Regions from separate parts of the Ovis aries genome. Here region 2 is linked to region 1. The links are chromatin contacts, called in public Hi-C maps. All regions are on one chromosome and are shown on one strand. The core of a region is the stretch at or near the end of the contact, and the rest is flanking DNA. Distances in the headings are between cores, read along the strand shown.

The links. A called contact is a pair of places that touch in the nucleus more often than the background predicts.
Region 2: a contact with region 1 is called in a Hi-C map of liver, with 1.9 times the contacts expected there. The contact joins the promoter of CXCR4 here to the enhancer-like site in region 1. A contact is called at or near these places in 3 of 16 Hi-C or Micro-C datasets (blood and liver).

Annotation. Positions count from the first base shown.
Region 1 is chr2:174,614,025-174,618,695 of ARS-UI_Ramb_v3.0, reverse strand. No RefSeq gene overlaps it. Among named protein-coding and RNA genes, the nearest start is that of CXCR4, 110 kb to the left of the region's middle. Within about 2 kb of position 2,790, at least 11 of the 54 cell types and tissues checked have an H3K27ac peak or open chromatin away from gene starts, as enhancers often do. A contact at or near this core is called in liver, where this site is marked.
Region 2 is chr2:174,725,074-174,729,744 of ARS-UI_Ramb_v3.0, reverse strand. It overlaps CXCR4 (C-X-C motif chemokine receptor 4), which reads right to left and starts at 2,214. Exons shown (of 2, transcript NM_001277168.1): 1 at 2,146-2,214; 2 at 1-150. The coding sequence starts at 2,160.

The DNA.
Region 1 (4,671 bases), core at 1,541-4,040:
AATTGATTACAATGGTGCAGTGCGACTGTCCCCGGAGGATATGACTCACAGCGAGTCAGGTGCACACGGAGGCTTGGTCCAGCCCTATTGTCTTGTACCAGCGGGTCTTTACTGTGCTCCAGCTGGAATATCAGTGCACTTGTGTGATGTGAATGTGATGGAAGGAAAGACATTCAATACCAGGGCTCCTGCAGGATGCTTGGCAGCAATGGGTGGGTACTCCAGCAGTGACTGGCCTCAGGGCCATGTGTGCTGGTGAACCAGACAAATGATGATGGCAGCTCAGGTAGCTTGCGATCTGGGGTTGCATTATTGGTCTGTGTGTCCCAGAGAAGCAGGTATGGAAGCGGGGCCTAAGAAAGAAGGAAGGGGACCCCCACAACTCTGTCCGTGTTCTACCCAGGGCATAGCCTTAACATAAGCTCCCTTCCTCTCTCCCTGGGACCAGGACCTTCCCATGCAGGAAGGTTCACAGACAAGCTAAGCTTCCATTCCTGACCCATGGACCTGTATTCCTGTGTCCTCTTCCCTACCCCACACTGTCTTCATTACTGGGAGAGAGGCCCTCTGCAGGAGGAAAAGAATGACTCCCTCTCCTTTTAGTTCTAGAAACATGTTGCAGAGAGTTGGGCCCTTGGCGTGTGGCCCCAGAGCTGGGTAGTGTCTGTCAGTTGTTTTCCACGCACTTATTTCCTTTTCCTCTAGAAGTGGCATTTTAGTTTTCCTTTGGGTTGACAGCCCTCCCTCGGTCTTAGGCCACGTGGGCCAGATGAGGCTGACTACGCCTCCGGAGTCCTGTGCATGGGCACACACATGCGGTGTGTGCTCTCTGTTTGGCCAATGAGCATCACAGTACTTGTTGCAGAGACGGGCACACATGAGTCAAGCTGGACTGATGGGTATTAGTTCTGGGGTTTTCAATGGCACTATTGGCAAAGAGGTACTTTCTTTCTTGTGAGGTTGCTAACTTGGTAAATGGATATAAACTTGGAACACCTGGTAGAAATCTAAGAACTTCCCCAGAGAATAAGGTAAAGCTAAGAGAAAGAGAGAGGCATATTCCTGAAGGTAGCAACTGAGCACCTGGATCCAGCTGTTCCTGAAGACATGATTTTTTTTTTCATTTTATACAGGAGCCAAATAAGTTATCTTTTCTGTTTGTTTGATCCATTTTGAAATGGTCTCTCTGTAACTTACAGTCTAAATAATCTTGACTGATGTAGGTCACATTCTAGATCATCCAAAAGTTGTATACTTAAAGTTATAGGCTTATATTTTCCTGATGAATGTGCTTTCACATATCTCTGGTATACAAGCAGCCTGCCACATACCCAGGGATCATAGCAATCTTGGGTGACAGGGAAGGGTGGTACTTTCCCATCTCTAATACCTTTCCCATTTCTAATACCTGTGGCTCCTGGCTACCCAGACATAGAGAAGAGAGTCAAAGGGAACATTCAGTTGCAGAACTTGCCTGAACCAAGATTTTCCAGAGAACCTACATTTTTCTCTATTCTGCAACACTGAAAAATCCCCACACAAATGTTGACCCTCTGGGCTATGCAGAAAAGATGTAGAAATCATCTGCTGAATTGGAAAGTCAATTGTATCCTGGGTAGTGCTTTTAGGGATCTGAAACATTTCAGAGAATATTACAAAGTTCTGAAATCACAGTTTCAGCCCTTGTCTGAACCCTAGAATTCTCTTTGTTCAGCTCCCTCATTTCAGAGGAGGAAAGACTCAGAGACAAAGAACCTTGGCTAAGGTCTCATAGCCAGTATGGTTGCAGACCACTATTGCCAAGAACTAGCAGAAGAGAGAAGGTGCCTCTGAATATCTCACAGAGACCAGAGACTAATCTCTTTGCTCACTGTATTAGGACCCTTCAGCTGCAAGTGACAGATCTCTGCTCCTGAAATCAGATCTCATTTCTCACAGCTGAAAAATCCAAGAGCCTGATCTAACTTCAAGTAAGGATGGATCCAGGAGTTCATAATTATACTACGAAGTCTTGTTTTTTTTCTTCTTAATTATGCACTGGTTTCCTCTGTGTTGGATTTGATTCTTCAGCAGACTCTAGCCATATAGTGGCTTCTGGCAACAATAAAATTTTGTGCTATCAGATTAGTAATTCTACTTGATAAAGAGCTTCTATTTTCCAGGAGTTCCTTCAGAATTCCAGGGCTCATGTTCATGGGCTCAAAGAGGGTCAGTGTGGACAGGGATTGGCAATGCAGTTTGCACTGAGGGGCTATCCCAAAGCCCAGCAGCTCCCGGAGGAATGGGGCTTCACTCGAGCTAGCTGAAGGAAGATTAAGACTGGGCGAGAGGGGGCAAAAGTGAACTTGCTATTGTTACACGGAGGAGGAATGACAGCTGCCAGAAATGATGGTTGCCCCCTACTCTTACCTTGAGCAGTGAAGGAGTCTCAGAGAGGCTAAGAGTTTTATTTTGGGAGCTAAGTCCCAGGGCTTAATAATGGTATCTGGCCCTAGGCCTGTAAGTTGCACTTTAAACCCAGAAGTATAACTTCTGGAGTTTTACTCAACTGCAGAGATGAGGTTTTGCCCGAGAGGATGTCAGGGTGGCCATTTCTTTCGGTCTCACCTCTGATAAGTACGCTCAACTTGGCTGCATTTTTCTATTTTCTGTCCGTGACAGGGCACCAGGCCAAACATATCTCAGACAAATATCTGTATTGTTTGTGGCGTGACTGTGACTTCCTGTCTTCCAATTTAAGTGTTCTGCCTCGCTTTTCACTGTCTGGGTCATTTGATATTACATCTGGCGCTTCCTGTTTTTAAGAGCCTCTGACTCTAGTCATCCGACTGTAGAAACCAGGGTTCAACTTCTTCATCAGTGATGCTGGCTTTAGTCACTTGTTTTGGTATCCTAACTGAGATTTACGTAAGGAAAGCTGTCAGGTGTCCGCTGGTTTTCTCAGCTTCAGATACTTCCTTATTTGTGTTTTTGTTTTTCAGACTTTGGGACTTTCTCTCACTGTGTGGTTGTGCTCGTGGTGGGCTGATCTTCCCCACCCCCACCGCTTCAGTAGCTGCTCTCTTTCCCTAAATAAGCGCCAGGGGTCTTGCTCTCAGAACGGGGCTGCTTCAGGGGTGACAGGCTTAGCTATCCTCCTGCTGCCTCCCCCCACCTGTTTTCCCAGTCTGGGGTTCACTGGTCTCCCGTTTCCTCTCCTCTTCAAAGCGTTCAGTTCCGTTAAAATGCTTCTACTTCAGGCCCGCAAAGGAAAAAAAAAAAGCTACTAAATGCAGATTTACTTATTTTCTCCAAAGAAAGAGAACATTTTAAGCTCCTTAAAAAGGTTCACTTCATTTAAACTTTCTTTCCATGGAATGGCCTGACTTGGGAGGAAGCGGATAAAAGCCCCAAGACATTTATATCGAGGAATAGAATATTTATGATATATCACTTACACAGCTTCCTGACCCTCTGGGGAGAGGAGCTTTGCTGGCCTGAGCTGTACCAGACTTACCTTATTTCTTTTTTGGTTAAGGCAGATGGGTTCAGGGAATTTAAGATAATGGGGAGAGAGGAGATTTATTCTGCCATAAAGGCAATGGCAGCTTTGGGCGGGGGGGACTTGGGGGGGTGGTGAGGGGGAGGAAGGGGGGCTGGCAGGGTAGGGAGCGGGAGAGATGGGCCTGGGGAATCCATAACATCGAAACCCTCCCTGGATACGTGACGTTCTGCTCTTTCTCTGCGCAGCCTTCACTGAACCAGGGAATGGTGGCACAGGGCAGTTGTGAAGGGTCGGAAAGTCATTGTGGGCAGGTCCACTGGGGTCTTCTGAGGCTGCAGTTCGACTCAAAAAGGCTCCATCTTCAGAGGAAGGGCCTGGATGGCTCTGCTTCCCGGGGCAGGAGGGGCAGAGACCAAATCTTTCTCAGCCACCTTTCCTCAGGCCAAGGGACCCCAGGGCTGGGAAACGTTTGGGCCTCTTGCATCTGAGCCAACACTGGCACAAGAGTGAGGAAATCCCCTCCTGTCTGGGTCCTCCCTTCCCTGCCTCTTCTCTGGGTGATGATGGGGGAGGGCTTTGGAAGCCTGGCCAGTTGTGTAATTCTGTGTGTGTGGGATGGGCTCGCTCAACAACGCAGTCCTTGATATTCCTCAGTCAGAATCAAGTGCTCCCCTGAGTCCAGGGAAAGAGAGGGCAATAGGCTGTCATGATTTAAAACGAGAAAAAAAAGCCAGTAAAATCCCAAACCAAAAAACCCCCTTGTTTCTGTGCAGTCTTCTAAATGACCTCATTTCTTCTCTGCTGTCACCCCGTGAGGTCAGGAAGACGGGCATCACCAGTGGATAGGAGGGTTCAGAGGGGAAAGGAAGGGACCCAGCCAGTGTCAGTCAGCTTCCAAGGCCGACGGGGGTCGGGAACACTGGCCTTTCATTTTTAGTTGACAAAAGAAACAAAACCACACAATAAAAAGCAGACTCTCACCCAGACAGACCAAAGAGTCAGATGTGATTGAAGTTGCTGGGGTAACGTCCAAAGCAGATGAGACCATCCCCAAGTTATCAAGGCCGTGAGAAGAGGGCAGGCAGATGGCTGGGGCAGAGCTGGAGATTGTCCTAGAGGCCCCTTGATTCCTGCCTCCATGTAGGAGGGTGCCCTTCCGCACCCAGCTCCTGCTGCCCTGACAGACA
Region 2 (4,671 bases), core at 965-3,464, 110 kb before region 1:
CACTATGCCAGTTAGGAAGATGATGGAGTAGACAGTGGGCAGGAAGATCCGGTTGAAATGGGCATTTTCCTCCCGGAAGCAGGGTTCCTTCATGGAATCATAGTCACCTGAGCCCAAGTCATCCTCAGTGTAATTATCGGAAGTGAATATCTGAAAAACAGGCAAGGGAACAGACATTCACTTTCAAGTTCAGCAGGTATTCTCCGAGTTCAAAACAATGTTTCTGGTATTAAAAAAAAAGCAATTTGTAAAAACCAACTCAGTCCAGCTTTCTTCAGGAAATTCTGCTCCCACTAAAGTACCAGGGTAAAAAGGATAAGGGAATTCTAGACTCCTGCGGATCTCCTCCCATCTTCCCCCACAAGTCACTTCATTACATCCCTCTTTAGGAGAACCAATTACAAAACTCTTTGTTTAAAACAAAACGGCGATGAGAGTCTTCGGTTTCCTAAGTTACATCCTCGCTAACTCTTTTGCCCCGCCCACTGGAGAGAAGAAAAAACCTCCGGGGCAAAAAACCAAAACACAACACAAAGGCGGCGTGGGAGCGTGGGTGGGAGTGGGGGAAGAATCTCGTGTTCTGAGGGGCTGGGATTAACTTTCTCAACGAAGATTCGCCAGGATAGGGAAGCCGGGAGCAAGAAGCACTGGGGTGTGTGTGTGTGTGAAAGGGCGGAGTGTCCCAAAGATTCTTATTCCAAGGCATGAAACACTGTTTTCTCCACGACTGTCTAAACACTTATCATTCTGCACTTCAAGCAACACGTAGTGAGGAAGGAGAATGCGGCCTTGAATGAAGGGCTTTGGTGCTTGGGGGCAGGATTGTCAGAGTGGGTAACCGCCCCGACGCCCGCTCATGGGCGCTCTTCAGGGCCGTTTGTTTCTTTGCCAAACCCCTGTTTATCACTTGGCGCGTTTGGGACGTTAGCGAGCACAGAATTTTAATGGGAGGGGAAAGTCACGGGGTCTACACCCGTGGTCCTCGCCCCAAGTTTCATTTCCTCACTCTCCCAAGTCGCTTCCCATGCCGCCAATGATGCAGTAAAAGGTGGGAGGTCTGTAGTGGGAAGCCTCCGGGCGGAGGGCACGCTGGGGACAGGGTGGTCCAGCTCCGTCACTCCCGGCTGTCCACCAAGCCCACGCCTGCCGCCCGCCCAGTGCGGTTGCGGCGGTTTGGCCCCGCCGCACGCCAGGGGCAAGTACTACTGGGTGCTGGGGAGAGGTTGGGCGTCTCCGCCGCGGGAGCCTTTGAATCGCCCGCCGCTGGGGGAAACGAAAAGCCTCCCTAGTAAGGGGTTTTCAAAAGGTTCCAGGAAACCACCGACGGTTGAATGGCGCTACTGGGCGCGGTGAGAGGCAAACCGTCTTCCACTTGCACCTGCCTGTCTGCACCGCAACCACCGGCGGCCCAGGTGCCCTTCCAGCCCCTCATTCCACCCCCAGTCCCCGCCGCGCACACTCGGGGTGCTGCTGCACTGTGACCATTTATACTCCTTTAACTTCTGCACGACCCCCAAATTCCAGAACCCAGGAGCCCACTCGCGGCGCTGGCGACGCCCGCGAAGTCTCTCCCTCGATCCCAAGGCGCGAGGGCTGTTCCCAGTACCTCCCTGCTGCGACCAACGCGCAGACAGCTCAACTGAGCGACAAGTGCCCAGCCATTGGCACAACTCCGCGGGTAGCGGAGTTTAGTGAACACGCGCCCAACGCCTCTGGTAACTCTGCCCGGGAGTACCGCCCTCCACCTCCAAATTCAGATCGTGTTATCTGCTCCAAAAGAAACCCCCGCTCCCTCGAGGAAGAGACCCACGGTCTCTGACAGAGCACACATCTCTGCACTTTTCCACAGTGTTCTTCTGTTTGCAAACAGCGTGCAAAACCGGCGCGCGCCGCAGAACTCAGGGGGAGATACATGCAACCATTGAAACGGTCGTCCCAGTCTTTTCTCCTTCTACTTAAAAAAGATTTCAGTCCAGCATGCCTCACCCCTCCTGTAGCCAAGCGCACGAAATCTCCTTTCTACACCCTTTCTCCGGGCACTGGCACCTGCAATAGTCTGGTTGCTCCGGCCCACTCAGAGAGCGGTTGCGCTGTAAATTCAGGTGTTTGCACGTTTAAGAAAAAACAGGTTGAAACTGGACTTACACGGATCCCTTCCATGGTAACCGCTTGCTCTCCAGCCGCGGGGGCTACCGGCTACTCAAGTCCTCAGGGTCACTTTGCTACCTGCTGCCACAGCCAACACACTGAAGTTTCTGGCCGAAGCTGGACTTTTATAAAAACACGCTCCGCGGGCGGCGCATGCGCCGCGCCGGTGGGCGGGAGGGCAGGGCGGGGAGAAAGGCGGGGTGCAGGAGAGGGGCAGACGCGGGGGCGGGGGACGCGAGGGAGGGGCGGAGGGGTAGGCCCTCGGGCAGCGTAAGCCTGGGAGGCCCTCAGCGGCTACCTTTAGCTCTACCTCGAGGTCACCTCGTGAGTCTTAAGCTGGGAAGCTCATCCTGGAGGCGTGTCCCAAGTTGGGAAAGCAGGATGCGCTTGGAGGAGGTGGAAAGCGCGGGCGATTGACGCGCCCTGTTCTGTCCTTGCTCACGTGGGTGGTATTGCTGACCCGGGAAAGCTACAGATGTAGACACTGAGGTCCAGAGAGGGGAAGTGACTTGCCGGAGAAACCCGACCAGCAGGCGGCAATGCTAGCAGTGGGTCCAATATCTTGAGTCCATTCCCTGCTCTTTGAGCAGATGCAGTTCATTCAGAAAATGAAACAAGTAAAGATTCTTTCTTCAGAGCACAACTATATATAACTAGACATGCACATCCACCGTAATAGTGCTAGAGTCAAGTGTCGACAATCAGAAAACATTTTCAGACGAAGGTCGGATGATTTGGCATAATTCTGGAGGGAGATAGTGATAGAGAAGTAGATGTGTGTTCCCGGGTAACCAGTTCGTGAATAGTGCTTTTGAAAAAGTTGTGCTGTGTTATAAGAGATACTCAGCGAAGAGTACTTCCCTAACATGTCACCAGGTAGCTGCACAGATTCATTCATTCTCACAACACCCTGTAGGTGTTATCATTACAGAGATGCATTTAGTCAACAGATAATTTAGTGAGGGCTGACTGCATGCCACGCACTGTTCTAGGAGCTGGGGAAACAGCGGTGAACCTGACAAGGCCCCCATGCGGAGGAAACAAGAAACAGATCCGCAGACATGCAATTCCAGGGTTGCCCGGAGATGACAAGCCTGACTCAAACCCAGATCTACTGGCCTCACATCCGCTGTCCAACCTAATGTGGAGAACAAGCGTTGGCAACAGTAAGAAATTCGGTTGGAGAGCTGGGCAGGGTGGAATAAGGGTGGGGGCTGGACGCTTAAAGGTATCTCAGACGGCTGGGGTTTGCAGTGGTCGCTCAGACAGTGCTTTCGAGTCTCGCGCCACTTCCCTCCCGCCCGCACGCAGAGCCTGGATGGGGCGGGGACCAAGTGAGGGGCGGGGCCGATAAATAGTGAGGCAAGCGAGGGTGACTGCAGGAGTGAGTGACAGCGGGGACCGAGGTGTGAGTTTCTGCGGCGACTGGCGAGCAGTGGTTGCGTTACCAGGAGGGCCTCAGACACCTCCCACCCTGGGACCGTCGCCAGAAAAAGGCTTGCCCAGACTAGACCCTAAGCACCACTTTCTTTTCTTCCAGAGAAAATCTTGCAATCTGGAGATATTCCCGAGACAATGTGTAGACTGGGAATCATTTCTTCGCAGAGCATAATTTTTATCTTTTTTCTGGACCCATTTCCTAATATTTGCCAGTGAAGGTCCTCATCCACTGAAAGCTGATATTGGAGTTTCTCAGTTCAGTTCAGTCAGTTCAGTCACTCAGTCGTGTCCGACTCTTTGCGACCCCATGAATTGCAGCACGCCAGACCTCCCTGTCCATCACCAACTCCCAGAGTTCACTCAAACTCACAAATTGTCAATTTAGGTCGCAATAATGATTGGATACAGTCAATCATAATATTATGCAGGTTTTAAAAAAAGCCTTAAAAGCACTTAAAATCATTAATAAAACATCAGTACCTTCACATTTTCATAAGCTAGGTAGGAGAGGCATTCTATCTGCTGAAGGGCTGGAATTTCAGACAGGTTCCATGGCTTGATTTTCAAGAAGCTTGGTAGTGGCAGAATCAGTGTTTTGACCCAGAATGTCAGCTGCATTGTACCTCAGACTCTTATCTTCACAATGGCTAAAACCTGAAAAGCAGAATCTCCCAAACCCACTCAAAAAGAGGAGAGAGGATAAATCCAGAGTAAAATGATTTGCACATTAAATATTTGTTGATTGTCTGCAGACAAAAGAAAGCTCCTATCCTTTATCTGAGAACTCCTTTAGATCCTTTTAGGTATATTGCTAGAAGGAAGAAGATAGTTAAGAGAACAATGAAATGCTATTTCATGACTGTCAACTTAGGGAAAAAATCTTCTCTCCAAAGATATTATTGGGTCTCAGGATTTGATAAGACCAACTGTCTCTTGCTTGTGTCCTGGGGGAATGTGGGTTGGACTTCTTCGTGGAAAATGTTTTATATCTAGTAGGAATCTTAGAACAGTAATTCTACCTATAGAAGCTTATCCTAAGGAAAGAGGATTTTGCAAAAAACAACAAAAACTATATTCACAGAG